Linked DNA regions of Sus scrofa: region 1 is linked to region 2. The links are chromatin contacts, called in public HiChIP or PLAC-seq maps. All regions are on one chromosome and are shown on one strand. Each heading gives the region's core, a stretch centred on a gene start, on an enhancer-like site or on the middle of the called end of the contact. The rest is flanking DNA. Distances are from core to core; before and after follow the strand shown. Region 1 holds the start of TFAP4 (transcription factor AP-4). Region 2 holds the start of LOC100513346 (coronin-7).

Region 1 (6,280 bases), core at 3,189-5,688, 120 kb before region 2:
CAGCGCCGGACGGAGGTGCAGAATCGGCCGGTCCCAGATGCTGGCTGCGGCGGCGGCGAGGGGAGGGAGGCGGGCGGGAGGGGCGGGAGGGAGGTCTCTCCGGCCTGCCTCCCCGGGCGTGTGTATGTGCGTGTGTGTGTGTGTGTGTGTGTGTGTGTGTGTTTGCAGCTGATCAGATGTCTGTTTCAAGGCGGGAAACAGCTGGTGAAAACTCAGCACTCCCCCGGCCTCCTTCCGCGGAGTAAGGAATTGCATGTAAACAAAGGACTATTTGCAGCGCCCCCAGGGCGGCGCGAGGCTGGGGCAAGAGGGGCGCTGGCCCCCAGGGCCGAGTGGCGGTCGGGGTCTGAGGGCCTTACCCCCCAGCTGGGGGTGCGGGGGCCGCCGGTCCTCCTGGGGGACGCAGCGTGAATGGAGCGAGCTGCGGCCGAGCTACATGCGCCACTATGGGTGATGAGGTCCATCAGCTGACAGGTTGGCAAGCGTAGCAAAAAAAAAAAAAAAAAAAAAAAAAAAAAGACCAGCCACTGCGAGGGAGCCCAGCCTGTACGCCTGGGGTCCGGCGGGGACCGCCGGGTGCAGACCCTGCGCGCTTGGCCGCCCTCGGGGTGCGGGGGCTCGCAGCTGGGCCCGGCAAAGGCGAAGGTGGCCTGCGGTGCTGCTCTGGGCTTTTTTCACGGTTGCAACTGCACGGAGAGGAGCCGCTCTGGCGCGCTCCCTCCGAGCCCAGGGCCCCCTGGAAACTTGCGTCACAGCTACCGCTTCCCACATGTAACTTGGGGCCGACTTCAGAGGCCGGCCAGCCCCCTCCCTCACTCCCTCCCTGCCCAGCTGCCCGCTGCTGGCCGTCTGGCCTGGGCTCCGGAGCTTGGGAATCCCGGAGCCAAGGAAGGGAGGGCAAAGGGGGGCGCGCCGGGCGCCTGGGATCCTGGGGCTGCCTTAGGAAGCAGGGGCCCTGGCGGGGAGGGAAGGGAGGCGGGCCAGGACGGCAGCGGCCCCGGAGGCAGGCTGCCAGCGCGGCCGGGAGGTCCGGTGGCTGCTGCGGGGTCTCCACCTCTCACCCCTCTGCGGGGAGGCTGGACGGCCCGAGCCTCGCCCCAGCTTGGCCGCGGTAGGCGGAAGGCTGCAGCTTCCCATTCGTGGCGAAGCCCGTGCGGGACCTGCTCCTCCGCCAGGGTGCGCTCTCTACTAGGGGTGAAGGCCTGGGGGTGGGGAACACCGTGGCGGCTGGCTTCCGCCCCCCCCTCCTTCCTGCGTCCCCTCCCCAGGCTCCTGGAGGTTGGCCCCTGGCTCAGGAAGACCGCGCCTGCCTTGGAATGTCCTCCCTCCTGCCCACCGCCTTCCTCAAACCTATTCGCCTTCCAGGTTCCGCCCAAATCGCGCCTTCTAATTGAAATACTCCTACTCAAGACAAGGATTTCTGGTTTTAGTAGGAACCGTTATTGTTCTTAGATATTCCGAGTATCTTGCAGATGCCTAGCCCTTTTACGGGTATAGTTTCCAATCCTTCAAAGTCAGCTGCTGGGCTGTTTCTGTAAGTACAGATCCTGGACCATGTAACACCACAGTCCCCGGGGGGCTTCCCTGTGTGGACAGGAAGGATGGCATGTGGGGACAACATAGGATACAGAGCCACCCAACTGTATGCCCTGATCACTGTCCACAGTGCCTGAGTGAATGAATGATGAGAGCTGGGACAAGTCTGCCTGGCCCCTGCTCTTTCTTCTCCTACAGAACTGCCTTGACCCAGCCTGAGCACACTGTCACTCAAACTGGCCTCCCCATTTCTGCGCCATGCCATCTGGAGCCCTCTGCTGTCTCAGATGTCCCCACCCCACGTTGGCTCAGCTGCTCCTGCCCCAAGGCCTGAAATACCATCACTGCCCCCAGGCCAGCTCTCTCTGGTCAATGCCCTGCTTCAGCAGCACAAGAAGTCACCAAACTCCAGCTGTTTTCCTTTCCCAGGAGGCTCCATACACCACTTAGTCCAACCCCTTCTCCCTACCCCCCCCCAACTCCTAAACTGTTCTCTGTGCCCTTGGAGCCCTCTGAGAGTGCTCAGCAAAACCCCTCTGGTCCTAGGCCCCTGACTTTCCCCCTCATCTTTTTGCTCTAAATTAGGCCTCAGCAAACTGCCTGGAAGGGACATAAAAGTTATTTCTATTAGCTTCCTATTGCTACTGTAACAAATTACCGCAAACTAAGTGGCTTAAAACAACACACATTTATTATCAGGAGGTCAGAAGTCCAAATGGGTTATATCTGGCTAAAATCCAGTTGTCAGTAGGGCTGCATTCCTTCAGAAGGTTCTGGGGGGAACCCATTTCCTCACCTTTCCCAGGTTCTAGAGGCTGCCTGTACCCCCTGGCTCCTGGTCCCTCCCGCCTCTCCAAAGCACAGCACTGCAGCTTCTGCTCCTGCCATCACAGCTCCTCTGACCCTGACCTCCCATCTCCCTTGAACGATGACCTTGGGCCCAAGCAGATAATGCAGAATAATTTCTTCATCTCAAGATCCTTGACTTGGTTATATCCTCAAAGCCCCTTTGGCCCTGGAAGGTAACCGATTCACGGGTTCTGGGGATTAGCACATGCACGTCTTGGGGGCCATTTTTCTGTCTACCATGCTATTCTTTTTTTTTTTTTTTTTTTAATCTTGTCTTTTTAGGGCCGTACCTGCAGCATATGGAGGTCCCCAGGCTAGGGGATGAATCGGAGCTGTAGCCGCCAGCCTACACCACAGCCACAGCAACACCGGATCCTTAACCCACTAAGTGAGGCCAGGGATCGAACTCGAGTCGTCATGGATACTAGTCGGATTCGTTACCGCTGAGCCACTTCAGGAACTCCCTACCATGCCATTCTTAGTTCACTGGCCCACGCAAAACCTGGCAGAGGTTACCATATGCCCCCTCACTTCCACTCCTAGTTACATATCCAGAAGAGTGAAAATAGAGACGGAGACAAATAATTGTATGCTATTACTCACAGCAACGTTATTCTCAATAGCCAGAAGGTGAAAACTGGAGCTTCTGCCGTGACACCACAGGATCGGCAGTGTCTCTGAAGCGCTGGCAACTCCTTAAGTTGTAAGGTGTCCTATAGCATGCGTGAACCTTGAAAACGCGATGCTAGGTGAGAGAAGCCAGATACAAAAAGTCACATGTTGTCTGATTCCACTTACATGAAACGTCTAGAACAGGCAAGTACATCGAGGCAGAAAGTAGAGTAGAGAGTCTACCAGAGGCTGGCGGGAGGGCAAATGTGGCAGGTTATTGCTCAATGGATATGGAGTTCCTGTTTAAGTTGATGGAAATGTTTGGAAATAGTGGTGATGGTTGCACAACATTGGGAATGTAATTAACACGATTGAATTGTACACTGGAAAATGGCACATTTGGGGAGTTCCCGTTGTGGCTCAGTGGTAACCAACCTGACTAGCATCCATGAGGATGAGGGTTCAGTCCCTGGCCTTGCTCACTGGGTTAAGGATTCAGTGTGGCCGGGAGCTGTGATGTAGGTCACAGAAGAAGCTTAGATCCCACATTGCTGTGGCTGTGGTGTAGGCCGGCAGCTGCAGCTCTGATTCAACCCCTACTCTGGGAATGTCCATATGCCAAGGATGCGAGCCTAAAAAAACAAAAAAATAAATAAATTTAAAAATGGCTTTTCTGACCCTAAAGATGTCCAGAAATCACAGGACCACCGACAGAGGGTTACAGAGCTCCTCTCTGCAGCCAAAGTGGGATGTGGCTGCTCTGAAAACGCCATCAGGACAGCCCTTCTCAGACATACACATGGCCTCATTCAAGGCTCGTTGGAAACTCAGGTGAGAGGCAGGAAACCTAAGAACATGGATTTAAACTACAGTCTGGTGGAGGCCGCTGTGGGTTGGGGAGGAGGGATGGGTTTTTCTTGTTTTTAAACTTTTCTCCTACATGTGTGTCTAGCATACTGTTCTCTTTAGATAGACAATGTTTTCTTTGCTTTGGGCGGGGGGGTTGTGTTTTTAGGGCTGCACCTGCATATGGAGGTTCCCACGTTAGGGGTCGAATCAGAGCTGCAGCTGCCAGCCTACACCACAGCCACAGCAATGCGGGATCCGAGCCACATCTGCGACCTAAACACCACAGCTCACAGAAACGCTGGATCCTTAACCCACTGAGCGAGGCCAGGGATTGAACCCGCAGCCTCATAGATACTAGTCGGATTTCTTACCGCTGCGCCATGATGGGAACTCCTGGATAGGCAGTGTTGATGGTCATTTCCCGTTGCTGCAAAACAAATGTCCACAAACTTACTGGCTTGAAACCGCACCATGTATCCATCTCATGCGCAGTTCAGGCCTCAGAAGGCCAGGCGTGGTGTGCCTGGGCTCGGGGCGCACAGTCCCACAGGGTGAGATCAATACAGTCTCATTAGGGGCTTCCAGCCTCTCCCAACCTCCCCGGGTCTCAGCAGGATTCAGTTCCTTGCGGCAGCAGGACTGAGGGCCCGTTGTCTTGCTGGCTGTTGGCTGGGGTCCGTTCTCAGCTCCGAAAGGCCATCCTCAGGTCCTTGTCCTAGGGCACCTCCATCTGAGTGTCCCACACATGGCCTCCCCCTCTCGCTCTGAATCTCTTCCCGCCTTTTCCGCAGCAGCAGCAGAAAGCTCTGCCTTTCCGGGGCCTGTGTGAGTAGATCAGGGCCGCCTGGACAACCTCTCGAAAGGGCAGCTGCACCAAGTAAGAACATCATCACAGGAACGACATATTTATTCAGATGCCACCCACCCTCTTTCGTCTTTTCTTTTTTTTTAGGGCCACACCCGTGGCATATGGAGGTTCCCAGGCTAGGGGGCCAGTTGGAGCTGTAGCTGCCGACCTACACCACAGCCACAGCAATGCCGGATCCTTAACCCACTGAGCGAGGCCAGGGATTGAACCCATGTCCTCGTGGATACTAGTCAGGTATCCAGATTCTGCCCACTATCAATGAGAGGGAGTCCACGAGGGCAAAGGTCACTGGGGGGGGGTCATAGGAGAATTCTGCTCCCACAGATGGGGGAACCTGAAGGAGGTGAGAGAAAGCTAATGAACTTCCCCAAGGACGTACAGAGAATTGGAGATGGGGCCTGAAAAGAAGTCTAGGGCCTCAAACTTAATTTGAGGACTTTTCCTCTACGCAAATATGCCAGGAGCGGGGGATGGACGAACCTGATGGCCTTTTCAGCCCTGGTTGGTCTTTGAGGTCCCAGCCTGCTTGGGGGCAGTGGGGGTGGGGGTAGGGGTGGTGTGTATCCCAGCTGTTGGAGCAGAGAGGAGACTCCAGAGAACCAAAAAGCCTCTGCCCAGGAGAGTATCCTGAATGCTCCTAGAAAGGCAGAATGGGGGTCAGACGCCTCTGATGGGTTTGGAGCAAACCTCATTATCTGGCAATGCCCTGGTCCCTTTTCCTACCCTAGTCTCAAGGAGACCTCTGGCCACCAAGGCTGGGATCCCCAACCACTAGGGGGCGCCCGACACACGCCATGTTTTTGTGCAAGCTGAGCCTGAACAGGATTGGGGAACCCAAGGCAGGTATTGGGGTAGAAGGCTGATGGCACACCTCCCCACAGCCCCACAGCCCTGCAGATCCCAAGGCACCAGGCTTGTCTGGTTGCCCACATACCCTGACCCCCCCAACAGATGCCCACTTCCTTGTAATAACTGAGTCTGGTTCACTTTGCTCACAAGCAAGTCCTTCGAAAGGGGAAGGGAGTCCCCCTGTGACATGTCTCCTTTCCCCCCGACTTTGTTCCCACACCCCCAGGTTTCCAGGCCTGAGGCTGAAGCCCACAGGGAGGGCTCCTGCCCTTCCCTCCCCTCCACCAGCTCACCCTGTCCTGGGCCCCCCAAGGAAACGTCCCTCTGCTTTTCAACACCAGGTCATCGGCTTCGACTGGGTGCACCCCCTTTATAAAAACTCAGCAAATGGCCACCTAGCTGGACTGTTTTGGTTTTAGACAGAAATGGCTGTCTGACCACTTCCTCTGTTCAATGTAAGCAGACGGGGCGGCTATAGCAACCCCACCAGGCAGACTAGGACCCTGGGACTGCAGAGCAGTAAAGGGGGGACCTGACGTCCAGCCTGGGCCCTTCCCACCAGGAGCGCAGGGGGAGCCCTGAGGCCCCGATCCCTATCAGGGGAGTCAGTCGGCCAAGCCACCAAGGGGGTGTGGCCGGAGAGGCTGAAGGCTCAGCATCTGGGGTTCGGGAGGGAGTAGGAAGAGGACAACTGGGGTGCTGCTGAGCCTGGAAAGG
Region 2 (5,636 bases), core at 2,266-4,765:
GAGGCACGATGCCCAGGACACCTATTGAACAAACACAGAGGCTCTGACTTCAGGCCTAATGGGGATTTACTGCCCAGGGCTCCCACAGGACACAGGACTCAAAGCTCAGCCTCGGACCTTCACGGAGCCACCACTAAGCTAGGACACATCCTCTTGGACAGAGTGATTGGACCAGGGTTAGGTTCCTGCCCCGTGCTAGGGCCTCCTGTGACACTGACTGCGCAAAGACACTTGGGGAAAAAGTTGTCTCTTTATGTCACTGTGGGCCGTTAGCAGTCAGCTTGAGGCCACCAGTTGCCACCCTTCCCAGCTGCACTTGAGAGAGAAGCCACGACCCAAGGGCAGCAGAGCTGAGCGGCAAGGAGAGAGGTCAGGATACAGCTCCATACAGCTCTGCCTGAAGCCCCTGGATCGTTGGTTGTAGAAACCAAAAAGGAATCCATTTTCTGCTTAAGTTAATTTGAGGTCTGAGTTATCACAAGTAACCAAGAGTCCCAACTAACACTGGGAGCTCCTGTGTTCCTACTGATTCCCGCTGCCCGCAGACGAGGAGGGGGTCACATACGGGGACAACTGGAAGTAACATCGACAGCCCCTCCCGGCCAGTCTTGAAGATCACAGCCAACACGGTTTACACAACGTGTGCACTAATCAAAGTCCATCCGCCTACTGCACACTGACCAGTTCCGCAGGTCTGAGCCCCAAAAGGCCCCCTTCTGAGCCTCTGGCCTACAATGAGCCTGCCAGAAGAGAGGTGACCTAGTCACCTCTACTAGGGCAACAAGGTCGGGATCTCCACAACCTTGGGCATCTCCCTACCTGGGCGGTCAGAGATGAATGCAATCAAGCTGCAACTGGATTTGATGTGGTTCCCACACGAGGGGGCAGTTCCCGCTCGGATGTCACTGATCCAGGCCTGAAAATAAAGGACAAAAAAATGCACTGACCAGGGCTCTACCTGAAGCAGGGAGGAGAGCACAGGGCATAATCCAGGGAACTCGGCTTTAAAGCTACACCATTAGAAATGCATTCCTTTGGCTTGAACCCTAGCCCTGCTCACCCAATCACTGAGAAAATACAAAATGTCCTTGAAGCAATAACCTGTCATAAAGGGTTTGACTTTGCTTATTAAGCAAGTTCTATAATAAGGGGGAGGGAGCTGTCAGAGGAAGTTCAGGCTGAAGGAAATCAAGAAGCTAATTGGGCAGTGCGGGTATTGGGAGGGGGAGGGGGATTCTGCAAAAGTGAGAGAGAAGCCAAGAAAGGAGAAGTGAGCACCTAAGAAGACAGACTTGATTTCCTCCGCTGCATGTTGAAGGCCCCCGCCAGGGACGGAGTCTCCTCCCAGCCCCAGGAGAGAATGCCCAAGCTCAGAGGGAAAATAAAGGCCTTTCCATGAAGTCCCACAGACGGGTGAACGATGCACCCCCATGAAAAGGCAATAATGTTAACTACGCACCACGTGCAGGAGCAGAGGGACCCTTTCTCCTAATGCTTTCTGTTGGTATCTGAGCAGCACCCGGCCCTGCCACTCCGAATCGAGCACCCGCTTTTCCCAGCCCGCCCACCTACAGAGTCCCAGAAACCACCCCCAGCCCCCAAGTCTCTATTTCAACGTTCACCTGCCGCGTTAGTCTTCCCTCCCGCTTCGTGTTTACTGTACAAACAGAGGCAAAGGAAATCTCTTTGAAAAGAAGAACAGATCACCTGCTCTCCCAGCTCCCTGACATTGAAACTATTTTAAGCTCTCCCTGTAATCCTTAGTTCCATGCCTGTCCGTTTACCTTGCTGGACTGAGGCCCACCCGGGAGCAAGCCCCAGGGCCAGACCTCTGCAAGCAGAACTTAGCTGCCTCAGAGAGGCGGGCTTAAAGCAAACGCCAGAACCTCTCCACCACCCCCCACTTCAAGCTTTCAATGACTTCCCATCGCACTCAGAATAAACCCCAGCTTCCTGTGGCCCTCCGGCTCTGCAGGACCACGACCGCTATGGACTCAGCGGACGCCATCCACCCTGGCCCACTCTCCTTCCTCCACCAGGCTCTTTCTCACCATTCCTCCCATGGCTGGCTTCTTCTCACCCTTCCTGCCTTAGCTTAAATGTCACTTCCTTCCAGGAGCCTTCGTGAACCACCGGATGGACGTTAACCCCACCTCTAGGTTCATCTCCATTTTCAGGCTAGCCTCATGTGTGTTCTTCAGCGCAATTTTTATTTTATTTTATTTTATTTTTTTGGTGGTTGCACCCATGGGACGCAGAAGTTCACAGGCCAGGGATCAAATCTATGCCACAGCTGTAATCAGAACCACAGCAGTGACAATGCTGGATCCTTAACCCGCTGAGCCACCAGGGAACTCCCCCAATGCACTTATTAAAAGCTGCATCGCCCTTGCATGTCTGTCTGCTTGCTGGCTGTCTCCCTCATGAAACTGTAAGCACCACAGAGGAAGGGAAATGCTGCTGTGTTCACCACTGCGGTTTCAGCAGCTGGACACTGCACATGGGACGCGCCCAGGAAATACTGCCCAGAGAATAAAAGCCAGACTTCTGCTGCAGGCTACTTTGATGTGCGATGGCCCCAGAGGGGGTCCCCAGAGGTCAGTTCCTTGGCCATTTATTGGAAGACCTTTCTTCCCAGTCCTTTCAAATAATGTTTCACTGCAGACTAGGGCTGGTATCATCTCTGAAGCAAGTCCTTCATCAGGCTTGCTGCCCTTCTAGGGATTCGAGGTGCCCACCACCACCTGGTTCAGCTCTTCCTCTGGGCTCCACCTGCTGGGGTTTCCCCAGGCCCCACCCAGCCCTTGGCAGCATCACCCCTAGTAAGGGAAGAGCTCTGGCCAGCCACGAGAGGAAGCGCCGAGGAAGCGCCGGCGGAAACCCGAGGGAGGGGCGCGCCTCTGGCCGAGGAGCTCCCCTTCTCCAGCAGACACACCCAGACTAGCCGAGGCCAAGGCAGAAAAGGGCATCTCTCTCACACCCAGGCCCAGGGCACGGGCGATCTGGGCGTCAGGAAGGAGGAGCCGTGGCTTCGGGTCGAGGCCGACCGGAAGCCGGGAAAGCAGGCTGCCTCGTAGGCCTCAGGCCTCAGCCCCGCCAGGCGGGCTGCACCGCCTCGGGGGTCCCTGGGGCAAGGCATCCGGGCCAGCAGACCGCGAGGCTCATTCAGAATGTAGAGTGTCCCAAGAACGCCAGGCTCTGACTGCCGGGCGGCAACCGGACGGCCCAGACGCTGGCCCGGGCCTGAAGGGGGCGCCCCGGGTCAGGCAGGCTCCGGGGGTCCCTTGCAGGGCCAGGGGAGGGGGAGCCGCCAGGCAAGGGGCGACAGCATCCAGGCTCACCTCCCGGCGGGGCGGCCGAGCTTCCGTGTGCCGAAACTTGGACACCTTGAAGCGGTTCATGGCTGCTAGGACCGCGGCGGGCGCAGCTTCGAGGACTCGGGCGTAGGCTCTCAGGTGCACTGCAAGCAGCCGCGACTCCCGCCGCCTCCGGCCCCACCCGCAGCCAGACGCTCGCGGCCACGCCCGGACGAGCCCCAGGCCAATCGCAGCCCACTCCGGCCCGCCGGACCACGCCCCCAGCCTCTCTCCCTCCGCGCGCAGGCCGAAGGCCCCGCCCATCTACCAATCGCCGCTCGGCTGCCTCCCGCGGCCACGCCCCAGTACCCAAAGACTTGCGGCGCGGGCGGGGAGGTCACGTGCGGCGCGCTGTCCGCCCCCGGCCCAGCAGGGCGTACCGGAATGGGGGCTGCAGCTGTGAGTTTGTGTGCAGCGATTTGCACCGGGAGGCTTTCGAGTGTGTGTGCGGGGCATGCCCTTCCCAGGGAGGAGAGGGCAAAAATGAATTAGCTACATTTCAGAGAAGGCTTTTAGGGAGAGAGGCACCGTTGGCCCAGGTCACACTTGAACGTGGCAGCGAAGGGGAGCCCAGGTCTGATGCACATCCTTGTCTGTGGGGCCTAGTCTAAAGGCTCCGCATACCACCCACTCTTAGATCAGGCGGTCTCGGTGAGAGCGGGGATGGGGCCTTCAGCGTCCCCTTATTAGGGCAAGTCTTTGCTGCAGGCCTTGGGCTTGATGGGGCTAGCCTCCTCGCAGGAAATCAGTCAATTACAGATAAGCAGAAAGAGCGAAAGATAAGGGCTGTGGAGAATCTCTTAAATAGCAGATATGCCCAACCGGCGCTGCTTGCTTTGTCCCTGGACAAATCTGAAGAGAAGACAGCAAGTTCATTCCACCTGGGGCCATTTGTTCCACAATCATTTCTCATCACTTTGAAAACTGACTCTGTGACTCCAGAATGTGCTTTCTGCTGAGAACAGACAGAAAACACCTGCTCGGGCGTGTCTGGAAAAGGGACTTTGATCCGAGGAATGCAAATGATTGGTCTCAATGGCCAGCTGCTGTGAAAATTCACCTTCTTCAGCTTGCTGCAGAAAACAGCCTCAACCCAGGCAGTGTACCTAGAGGGCAATTCTGAAGGTTTGGCCTGGTGGTGAGCGCGAATGGGCCCCAAAATGCAAGGTCTTTTCTCCAGGTAAACTGGGACGACACAGAGGCCACTTATTTGAGTGAAGAGCGACTTTGATCTCTGTAAGTTTAAAAAGAGATGTCAGCAGAGGTGACTGAGGCCTGTGATTTGGAATTGTAAGCAGTCTGGCAGCCACTGAGTGCAGCATCCTCTTCAGACTGGAACTCCAGCAGCTTTGGAAAAGGCACCATCAGTGTGGTCTTGAGGTGGTTATGGTGTTCAATTACTGCAGATAATGCTTTTGGTCTGTTTGTTTGTTTGTTTTCCTAATTGTGGCCAAAAAAAAAAAAACCATAAAATTATTTTAACTTTTTTTTTTTTCTTTTTTAATGGCTGCACCTGCAGCATATGGAAGTTCCTGGGCCAGGGATCAAATCCAAGCCACAGCTGCAACCTACAGGGATCCTGCAATGTTAGATCCTTAACCCACTGCTCTGGGCCTAGGACTGAACTGGTGCCTTCACAGAGACAAGCCAGGTCATTAACCCACTCTGCCACAGTGCAGAGATGCTGATGATCCTGTTGTGCCACAGCAGAAACTCCTACAGATATGTTTTAAAAATTGGAAAGCTTTGGAGTTCCCACTGTGGCTCAGTGGGTTAAGAACCTGACTGGTATCCATGAGGATGTGGGTTGGATCTCTGGCCTTGCTCAGCTGGTTAAGGATCCAGCATTGCCATGAGCTGTAGCATAGTTTGTACGTGCAGCTTGGATCAGGCCTTGCTGTGGCTGTGGTATAGGCCATCAGCTGCAGCTCTGATTCAACCCTTTTGCTGGGAACTTCCACTTCTACAGCTGCAGCCTTAAAAGGAAAAAAATTATTTTTTTTAATTGGGAAGCTTCGGAGTCCCATCGTGGTACGGCGGAAACAAATCCAACTAAGAACCATGAGGTTGCAGGTTCGATCCCTGGCCTTGCTCAGTGGGTTAAGGATCCAGTGTTGCCATGAGCTGTGGTGTAGGTCGCAGGTGTGGCTTGGATCTGGCGTTGCTGTGGCTGTGGCATAGACCGGCAGCTGTAGCTCCGATTAAACCCCCAGCCTGGGAACCTCCATATGCTGTGGGTGAGGCCCTAAAAAGAAAAAAGAAAAAAAAATGGGAAGCTCC

Evidence for each region. HiChIP or PLAC-seq counts read pairs in DNA pulled down with a chosen protein or histone mark.
Region 1: an H3K27ac HiChIP or PLAC-seq map of skeletal muscle shows a contact between it and region 2. The contact joins the promoter of TFAP4 here to the promoter of LOC100513346 in region 2. A contact is called at or near these places in 1 of 5 promoter capture datasets (liver), 20 of 47 Hi-C or Micro-C datasets (alveolar macrophages, blood, embryonic fibroblasts and 12 more) and 2 of 2 datasets of contacts at active chromatin or transcription factors (alveolar macrophages and skeletal muscle).

The regions. Positions count from the first base shown.
Region 1 is chr3:38,041,893-38,048,172 of Sscrofa11.1, reverse strand. TFAP4 (transcription factor AP-4) reads right to left here and starts at 4,438. Exons shown (of 8, transcript XM_021086701.1): 1 at 4,218-4,438; 2 at 2,989-3,130.
Region 2 is chr3:37,925,981-37,931,616 of Sscrofa11.1, reverse strand. It overlaps LOC100513346 (coronin-7), which reads right to left and starts at 3,515. Exons shown (of 31, transcript XM_021086695.1): 1 at 3,342-3,515; 2 at 820-916; 3 at 1-21. The coding sequence starts at 3,401.